2 separate regions of the Mus musculus genome follow, and region 1 is linked to region 2. Evidence: chromatin contacts called from public HiChIP or PLAC-seq data. All regions are on one chromosome and are shown on one strand. The core of a region is the stretch at or near the end of the contact, and the rest is flanking DNA. Distances in the headings are between cores, read along the strand shown. Region 1 overlaps Kcng3 (potassium voltage-gated channel, subfamily G, member 3). Region 2 overlaps Eml4 (echinoderm microtubule associated protein like 4).

Evidence for each region. HiChIP or PLAC-seq counts read pairs in DNA pulled down with a chosen protein or histone mark.
Region 1: a contact with region 2 is called in an H3K27ac HiChIP or PLAC-seq map of the HPC-7 cell line, with 6 times the contacts expected there. The contact joins two enhancer-like sites. A contact is called at or near these places in 3 of 39 promoter capture datasets (the C10 cell line, stem cell-derived epiblast-like cells and trophoblast stem cells), 2 of 484 Hi-C or Micro-C datasets (both in embryonic stem cells), 1 of 115 datasets of contacts at active chromatin or transcription factors (the HPC-7 cell line) and 1 of 9 other capture datasets (embryonic stem cells).

Annotation. Positions count from the first base shown.
Region 1 is chr17:83,608,117-83,613,252 of GRCm38.p6, reverse strand. The region is part of intron 1 of Kcng3 (potassium voltage-gated channel, subfamily G, member 3); the gene reads left to right. Among named protein-coding and RNA genes, the nearest start is that of Kcng3, 21 kb to the left of the region's middle. Within about 2 kb of position 3,217, at least 4 of the 459 cell types and tissues checked have an H3K27ac peak or open chromatin away from gene starts, as enhancers often do. A contact at or near this core is called in the HPC-7 cell line, where this site is marked.
Region 2 is chr17:83,395,695-83,400,287 of GRCm38.p6, reverse strand. All of the region lies in intron 1 of Eml4 (echinoderm microtubule associated protein like 4), which reads right to left. Among named protein-coding and RNA genes, the nearest start is that of Eml4, 47 kb to the right of the region's middle. Within about 2 kb of position 2,342, at least 147 of the 459 cell types and tissues checked have an H3K27ac peak or open chromatin away from gene starts, as enhancers often do. A contact at or near this core is called in the HPC-7 cell line, where this site is marked.

The DNA of each region.
Region 1 (5,136 bases), core at 1,968-4,467, 210 kb before region 2:
TCAGAGACTTAGATTTTGAATGCGTTTCGTTGGTCATTTTCTACATTCTGGGACAACAGAGGTCCACAGAGGCATCAATTGGTAGAACACTTCGCTTGGGTTTGATCCTTGGTCCCGTGAAAACCAATTCCATATCTGACACTGAGACCATGGCCTTATACGGTGCTGACCCAAGAGAGAGAGCTGAGTGAGTGCCTGTAAGCGCCGTTTGTGATCATCATGTGTATATGTGCGCGCGCGTGTGCGCACATGCGCACGCGCGTATGCATGCATGTGTACATGCACATGCACCGTGTAAGCAGTGGCACTCTTTTTTTTTTTTCTTTTCTTTTTAAGATTTATTCATTTATTTAATGTATGTGAGTATACTGTAGCTGTCTTCAGACACACCAGAAGAGGGCATCAGATTTCGTTACGGATGGTTGTGAGCCACCATGTGGTTGCTGGGATTTGAACTCGGGACCTCCGGAAGAGCAGTCGGCACTCTTAATCACTGAGCCATCTCTCCAGCTCCCAGCAGTGGCACTCTTACAGAGTGGGGGGTTCTCTGTGCTTTTTATTTCTCTCTCCCTTTTTCATTTTTATATCTTTTTTTTTTTTTTTTTTTTTTTTTTTTTGGTTTTCGAGACAGTGTTTCTCTGTGTATAGCCCTGTAGCCCTGGCTGTCCTGGAACTCACTCTGTAGACCAGGCTGGCCTCGAACTCAGAAATCCACCTGCCTCTGCCTCCCAAGTGCTGGGATTAAAGACGTGTGCCACCACGCCCGGCAACTACCCTGCTTTTTTTTTTTTTTTTTTTTAAAGATTTATTTATTTATTATATGTAAATACACTGTCTTCAGACACACCAGAAGAGGGAGTCAGATCTTGTTACGGATGGTTGTGAGCCACCATGTGGTTGCTGGGATTTGAACTCTGGACCTTCGGAAGAGCAGTCGGGTGCTCTTACCCACTGAGCCATCTCACCAGCCCCCTACCCTGCTTTTTTAAAACACATTTATTTCTATTTTGTGTGTATGGTTATTTTGGCTACATGTATGTCTCTACACTATATGTGTGCAGTGCTTGAAGAGACCAGAAGAGGGCATCCATTCTCTTGGAACTGGAGGTTGTGAGCTACCATGTGGTTGCTGGGAATTGAACCTGGGTCCTCTGGAAGAGCAGTCAGTGCTCTTAACCCGGAGATATTTCTCTAGCCCCTATAAACTATTGCACAATGGTTAGAGGCTTACCTAGTCATTTTCATATGTGCATGCACACACATATGTGTGGGCCTGTTTACATGTGTGCAGGTTAAAGGTCCGCCTTGGACATCTTCCCTCAGGAGCTGTCCACCTTGCTTTGTTCTGGGGAAAGGCATTGAAACCATCCTGTTCTTCAGAGACAAGTCTGTCACAGGAACCTAGGGCTCGCCGACAGGGCTAGGATGGCTGACCCTTGAGCTCCAGGGGTCCTTTTAATCGGCCAGTGCTTGGCTTTGTCCTTAAAGCTGAGGCTCTCATTTCGGTTTTGCTGCTTATAGAACAAGTACCTTCCTCGCTGATCTCTAGCCTGACTGTTTACTTATTTCCGAAAATGCTTTTTGTTTGAGATAGTCTTGTCATGTAGCCCTGGATGACCTGTCTATGGCTGTGTAGCCCAGGCTAGCCTCAAGCCTAATACTTCTGCCTGCCTCGTGTACTTAGCTTCTTACTGTTTTCTTTTTACCTTTTAAAAGATTTATCTATATCTTTATTATATATGTATGAATGTTTTCCCTGCATGAATGTATGTGTGCGGTGTGCACGCCTGGTGCCCACAGAGTTTAGAAGAGGATGTCTGATCCCAGGAGCAGGAGTAATGGATGGTTGTGCAGCCACCACACGGTGCTGAGAATAGATCCGGGGTCTTATGCAAGAGTAACACACGCTCTAAACTGCTGAGCCATCTCTCCAGCCCCTTAATTGTTTTTAAATAACACCCAAATCCCCCAAACACATTTCATTTCATCCTAAGTATTCACTAGACTGATAAAACAGCTAGATTCACAAGTAATAAATTTTTTATAGCATTACTGCATTTAAATATGTTACTAAATCCCATTATAAGAAAATGTAGTGCTGGGTGTGATGGTACACACTTTTAATCCCAGCACTTGGGAGATGGGCATAGAGATCTCTGAATTTGAGGCTAGCCTGGTCTATAGGATAAGTTTCAGTACAGGAAACCCTTGCTTTTTTTCTTTTTTCTTTTTCTTTTTCTTTTCTTTTTTCTTTTTTTCCCGAGACGGGGTTTTTCTGTGTGGCCCTGGCTGTCCTGGAACTCACTCTGTAGACCAGGCTGGCCTCAAACTCAGAAATCCACCTGCCTCTGCCTCTCAAGTGCTGGGATTAAAGGTGTGCGCCACCACATCCAGCTTTTTTCTTTTTTATATATTTTTTCTTTTCTTTTTTTTTAAAGATTTATTTATTTTATGTGAGTATATTGTTGTTGTCCTCAGACACACCAGGAGAGGGTGTCCAATCCCATTTGTGAGCCACCATGTGATTGCTGGGAATTGAACTTAGGACCTCTGGAAGAGCAGCTTTCTCTCTCTCTCTCTCTCTCTCACACACACACCCCAAGAAAAGTGAATTTCTTAAAGGGGGGCAACGGGAATAAGTGGCTAAGGACCCGTGCTTTTCTTGACGAGAACCTGTTTGGTTTCCTAGCACACAACTTGAGCTCCATGGGGTCTGAAACACTTCTGGCTTCCTTAGGTACCTGCATTCAAAAACACATGCCCACAGTCAGGTGGACAGACAGACAGACAGACAGACATACAGACACACACACACAGACACACACACACAGACACACACACACACACAGTTGCTGTCTACAGTGGGAACAAGCTGACTGCAGACACAGGAAACTAGCTGGGGGTCAACAGTCAGGCTCTGCAGGAGTCATGCTTAGGACTGGACCGGAAAGCCTGATGTTAGTCACCAAGAAAGGTGGATATGTGCATGGAGAAGGAGACTTGAGACAGACATGCCCTGCCTCTTGTTTGGGACAAGCAGACAGCAGCCCAGGCGACTGTGACTATAATCATGATGTTAGCTTTTATCTGGTGACAGTTGGGTGTCAGCTCTACTCTGTACTCAAATGGATCTTGCTACTTGTGTGTGCTGTGCTTTTGGCTGGTGGTTTCTGAAGATCCACCCTTGGTTGCTTTAGTCCTGTTGCTCAGGGCCTGTGGTTGGGCAGAACTGGGGTGGTGAGTGGTGGGGGAGGGGGCATGGGCAGGGAGCATTTGGGCAGGGAGCACCTTACTGTTTGAGTCCCTAATAGGCTTGTGTGTTTGAACACTTGGTTCCCAGGTGATGATGCTCATTTTGGGGGAGACTGTAGAACTTTAGAAAGTCAGCCTCGCTGGAGAAAGGGGGTGACGGGGGTGGTGGGTCCTTAGGGCTGTGTTAGCCCTGCTCCTTTCTCTCATGTGCTCCAGTTCCTGGTCTGTCAGATGACTAAGGAGCCACCTCCTCATGACCTTGCTGCCTTGAGCTTCGTCACGGCTTCTGCACATGGTGTATGGCCTCCCCCCAGTCTGAGCCACATGAACCCTCTTCCCCTGAACCATCACTGCTGCTTTATTACAGCCATGAGAAAAAAGAACTAATACAGAGCTTGATTGATGGACCTCCTCCTCCCCCCTCCCCCCTCCCCCTCCTCCCCCTCCTCCCCCCCCTCCCCCTCCTCCCCCTCCCCCTCCTTCCCCCTCCCCCTCCCCCTCCCCCTCCTCCTCCTCCTCCTTCTTCTTCTTCTTCTTCAAGTCAGGGCCTCTTCCTAGCCCAGGCTATATACAAGCTCACTACATAGTCCAGGCTAGCCTCACGCTTACAATCCTCTGCCTCTACCGAAGTACAGGTCACGTGACACCTGTAATTCTCATGCCCTGTTTAAACTGTTTTTATATGCATATTGGAACTGTCTACAGAAGTGTCCTCCACCCCAGCCTCTGAAGTATTATTGATGTCTTGATGTCTATAGTGAGTACCTAATATTACAGAAATTAAATGAAAATATTCTGAATTGAACTCTGGATGCGTTATTGATCTGTAGTTAGAAAATGGCAAGTGATACCAGTCAAAATGACTTCATTTTTAAAAATCACTCTTTTGAAGTTTATTTTCTACATTTATAGCTACAGTATTTATATCTGCATACATATTCTGCAGTTGCTCCGTAGCCATAAAGCTATAGTTGGAATCAAAATGGTAAAATGTTATTAAAGAAAAGCGTTGGTATCGGTTTTTATAAGATCTTGTTTGAAGAGGGGAGTGGGTGACATCCCTTCTTGTTGTGATTCTTTTAGGAAGGAATTGCCATTTAAATGCAGAGGGCACAGAAAAGGAAGGGGCAGTCCTGGCTTGAAGGTTTCTTACTGCATCCTGGCATCCTCCAGGGTATAATACCTGTATGCGGAGCACCGTGGGAGGAGCCAGGAAGTTGCTCCTGGGCGAGATGGAGAATGAGGTCTGAGAGGACACTCGCTGGTGGTCTGGGTTTTTGTGGCTTCTCTAGGAATCCTTTTAGAACCACAGATTTGGAGTTGTGCACCATGGCTGCCCACCTAACCTAGAACATGGCGGTCTTCTGAAACCCAGGCTTCGGCTTCGTTGAAAGATTGCTCCTAATTCTTGGTCAGTCAGACAGACGCAGTGTTCCTGGTTCTTAGGCACCGCTCCAGAGGTAAGGACAAGACGACCCAGGCTTTCTGTGGGAAGGTCATACGCCAGCCAAAGGATGGGGTTGACGACATTCCTGAGTGAGGTCTGCTCCTAAAAGATGATTACTGCTTTCACAGCTCTTACAAAAGCCAAGGGAGGCCGGCAGGATGGCTTAATGGGCAAAGTGCTTATGGTACATGAGCCTGGGCTTGAGTCCCAGGACCCACGTAAAGGAGGAAGGAGGGAAACCACTCTGAAGAGGAGAAAATGATCCAAGTGGCCGTGCCATGAAGTACGATTCTGAGTGGGCTTTGCTCTCCTCACTGCCCTTGCACTTTACAGAAAGCCCCACGGGCTCTGCCTGGCTTCTTTCAACCCTCACCACTCCATAGGCCATCTAAGACAGCATGGCTATGCTGTGTGTGCACCGCCAGCCAGCCAGCCAG
Region 2 (4,593 bases), core at 1,093-3,592:
CTGCTCTCCTCTAAGCTGTCTCAGTCAGACAGCACACCAGATCCCAGGCCCTTACAGAACCCATCTTCACTCTACAAGTCAAATGTGCTTGACAAAAGAGTTTTACACTTTAAGTTTTTTTGTGAACGTGGGGTTGAGATCATTGTTACCAGGAAACTTTTCTCCCAAACTGTACTGTACTGTACTTAAATATGTCTAAGATTAACTGTCTAGTGTCAAGACTGGAAGTTTGAACTAGCACCAGCTACTGAGGAGCGCTGACCAGGGTCTCCTTCTTGCACAGAGAATCCTTCCTCTGCTGGCATGAGGCTTGGAGGGACCCCAAAGAGTAAAGTAAAATTATGTTATGGACTTTTTTGTTCAATTAAGTGAAAATCCTTCTGTAAACTTATAAATATGATATTCAATGCATATTACCAGTAACGAGAGGTATGGAATCATTACAAAGTACTCCAAGGCCTTCAAATACCTCCTCTTAAAGACACAACAAAATCTATAACTAATTTGCCAGTTAGTGGAACAGGGGGAAAAAAGGAGAAAGAGATACAGAAGTTTGTTTTTTCCCTACTGGCAGAGGCACTTCTTCATCACCCAGCAACTTACCTTTATTGTTTGACTATTAACCGGACTGGGTTGTCATTAAATACGTCTGCAGAGAGTCAGAAATGATGTAACTCTATATCAAAGAGTCAATGCCAATTTGCATTCTGCAATAGCTAAGATTAATTCCAGGAAATAACTGTAAGGAAAGCGTGCGCGCGCGCGCGCACACACACACACACACACACACACACACACACACACACACACACACACCACACACACACACACACACATACAGCACTGGTTGCTCTTCCAGAGGTCCTGAGTTCAATTCCCAGAAACCTCATGGTGGCTCATCTGTAATAAGATCTTCAGGTGTGTCTTAAGACAGCCACAGTGTACTCATACACATAAAATAAACAAATTTAAAAACAAAACAACAAACCAAAGGAAAAGGTCTATGCTGGAAACACAAATGCACATATAGACACACTCGGGCAGGGTTTAATGTTTCTTACTAATCTGAATATCTTATTTCCGAAGTAAAAATCTTCTAGAAGAAGAGTTTTTAACTAAATAATATTTTAAAACTCAGGTATTTTAAATTTGTAGTAATCAGTAATATTCATTACCTCTGTTTAACAATACAATGATAACAAAAGCAAGACTCCTTTCTGATTTTGAAAGTGAAATAATACTTTGGGTGGTTTAAATAAGGATGGTCCCCACAGGCTCATATATTTGAATACTTAGTTACCATGGGGTGACACTACTTAGGAGGTGTGGCCTTGCTGGAGGACCAGGTGCTCTCAGCTTCTTTTCCAGCACCTGCCTGCATGCTATCACACTCCCCACCATGAGCATAATTGACTAAACCTCTGAGACAGTACGGAAGCCCCTCATTCCAAGCTTTCTTTCAGAAGAGTTGTTTTGGCCATGGTTCACAGCAACAGAACACTGAGACACACTTATCTACTTTAAAAAAGACTGCTTTTCCCTTGTAAGCTATTGTCACTAAAAGTCATCTAGCATATAACACAAAAAATTGTGTTTAAGAAAATGAAAAAGGGGGATGGAGAGATGACTCAGCAGTTAGGAGCATTGGTTGCTCTTCCAGAGGTCCCCGAGTTCAATTCCCAGCAATCATGCGGTGGCTTGCAACCAATTACAATGGGATCTGATGCCCCGTCTTCTGGCACATAGGTATAATTGCAGATAGAGCATACATACATAAAACAAATAAATATCTTAATTAAAAAAAAAACATGAAAAAAGGTCATTTTACTACTGTAATCCAAGGATGGTACCTAGTTTCAAAAAAATAGTAACTATTCTATCATTAATCCAATACAAAATTTAAAATATGTGCAGATAATTCTGTTTCCATGAGGGCTTTGGTTGGACCTGACTGAGGATGAAATATACAATCTGATTTTTTAGGAGGCACTATTTTAAATTGCTGTCCACGAAAAGCTAGTGCTTTCTATTCTTTTCTCAAGGATAATAGTACATTACATAACTAACTTATGTAATATATTATTCTTGAGAAAGGATTAATATCTAATTAATATCTAAGAAGAGTATGCTTCTTAGGAGAAGAAAACCGTGTAGCACACACTTGTTATAAAGTGAGCAGTTTTAAGTACTCAGAGCACTTAGGCCAACACTTATGCCATTCTTTTCGGGCACACTTAAGAGTGCAGGGAAGAACAGGATCTTGATTAGTCCCCACCTCCAGCCTCTTTTGTTCAAGCAAGTCAAGTGTGACAGACAGGACTCTTCTACATACAGGAATCACACACTGAAGCCACTGGCAAGCTGTCTTCCGCTCTTAGCATTTCTGCCTGTTTCCTGCTGCCTTTCCGGACACTGCAAGAAAACCCCAGCTCAAAATCTCACGACATACTTGACATTCTGAGGAAATCCTCTCCATCCAGATGGCCTATCACAAAGCCCATCTAGGCTGACACAAGTAAAACATGCTTAAGACAGTCCCTCTCCTGTCCCTTTGCTCTCTGAGCTAAAAGTTTTCTGCTCATTGATAAAGTGACACAAAGAAGCTGAAGGAGAGCAAGCAAACAGGAAACAGAACTGCCTCAGGCCACAGAGACAGCTAACAGACGTGATTGCCACAGCCATGCGCTGGCTTGAGGCTGGTTGGAGGCTTGGGTGCTTCAGCTGCTCCTCATCCACAGCTTCAAATCCAAACCCAAGTTCTCCTTCTTCTGAAACTGCAACACAGTACCATTTCTATAAATACCACTTCAGAAGTACAAAAGTGATCATTTTTTTGGGTAGGAAATAAAAATAAACACTGTGCGTGCAGTGGCAGGTCACACTTCCTTCTTCCTTTTGCTTTTGTTTAAAATGAAACCCACTTGGAGCATAAAGAATAATCACTTTTCATTAATTTTAAAACCTAAATATTTAGACTATATATGATATAACCATTTCACTAATAAACATAATTAAGTCATTTTCAAAATTATTTTAAAATGTTACAAGCTATAGTAGTATCAATTAATCTATAAGATAAAACAATTCACGACTGCTTGTATACACTCATTTTAAACCATTGATGCTGACAAGTAACGTAAAGTCAGAGATATTTCAGTCTGTCTCACACCATGTAAAGCCAGGTGACAATGAATATAATGGTTTTTTTTTCATGTGAGAGGCTGTTATTACAGAGGCACCTCTGAAGGGGGGGGGGGAGTGGTGGTGAGGGGAAGAAGTGAGGAAGGGAGAAAGAGTTACAATGTATTTTTTGTGTGAGCACTTCTGAAGTCAACTAAACAACAGATTCACAAAAAAGTATTGAAGGTGGCAGAGGATTTTCTTCAATTTGTTACTTTAAAACTTTGTATTTACAAAAAACCTATACCAACCCAAAATAAACACAAGTAATATGACTGCTATAAACACATTCACACACAAAAAAATAGTTAATAAATGAACCGTAACCCAAACGGAACATGCAGAGCTGTGAAGGAGAGGAGACTACACAGGATCAATGAATCTGTAAGCTGATAGAAGTGGAATGTGGAAAACCACCTACATTTATTTCCAATAACCTTGTGGGAAAGTGGGAGCCTTTAAAAGAGTATTCTACAATAAGAATTCAGAAAGCAACTGTTCTGATTAACAACTGGTACAGATCATCAATAGGTAAGCAATGGAGAGACTAATGAGACTTAAGTGAGCTGCGGAGTGCGTCTGAGTCATCACAAATTAGGAAGCCTTCAGATTCTTAATAATGATTCCCAGGGAGCCAGAAGCAGTTGTATGTTAACTTTAACCTCCCAATTTCAGCTGGTTCTATAGTTCTTTAAACTGCATGATGACAGCCTCTTGAAGTTAAGAAGTGCTTTCTATCTAGGATTAGCAAAACCACTTCTTTCTCTTCTGCAGTATGACACAACCAACCTTTTTCTCCACATCAATTTGATAAGATAAGAGTACTAATAATTTACTTATAGATTATATTAGATTGGTAATTCTTTCTTCTCAAATAAATCTGAGTTTGGGCCAGAAAGCTAGGCTCCTACTCTTAGTTACTATGTTTGAGAACTATCTACTATCTACTTTGTTGGACATCCCTCCTGAAAGACCTATACAAACTCTTTCAAGTATATGAATACTGTATCTAAAAGTTGTTCAAGATGCCAAAGAAAAGGGCTGGTCTAGTGGCAGAGTATGGCATAGCACTAATTAGACTGATTGTGGATCAAAAGAAAAGGAGAAGTGGGCAGTGAAGGAAGAGGGGAAAGGAATGAGGGAAGGAAACCCAGGAGAAAGGAGGGAGAGCTGGAAACAGTGGCAAGAGAACAGGAGAAGAGGAAGAGAAGGAACAGAGGAAAGGGAGGAAGAGAGGGGAGGTAAGACGAGAGAAGGAAGAAGAAGGGGACAAGGTGCTGAAAGGAACTGTGACAGTTAGTTGCATGGTCATCACTGGAGACAAACCCTCTGGATGCCGGCATTTCTAAGCTGAGCTGACACAGGAAGACCCTTCTTCCCTGAGTGTAGGTGGAGCTACTTACACTCCATGGG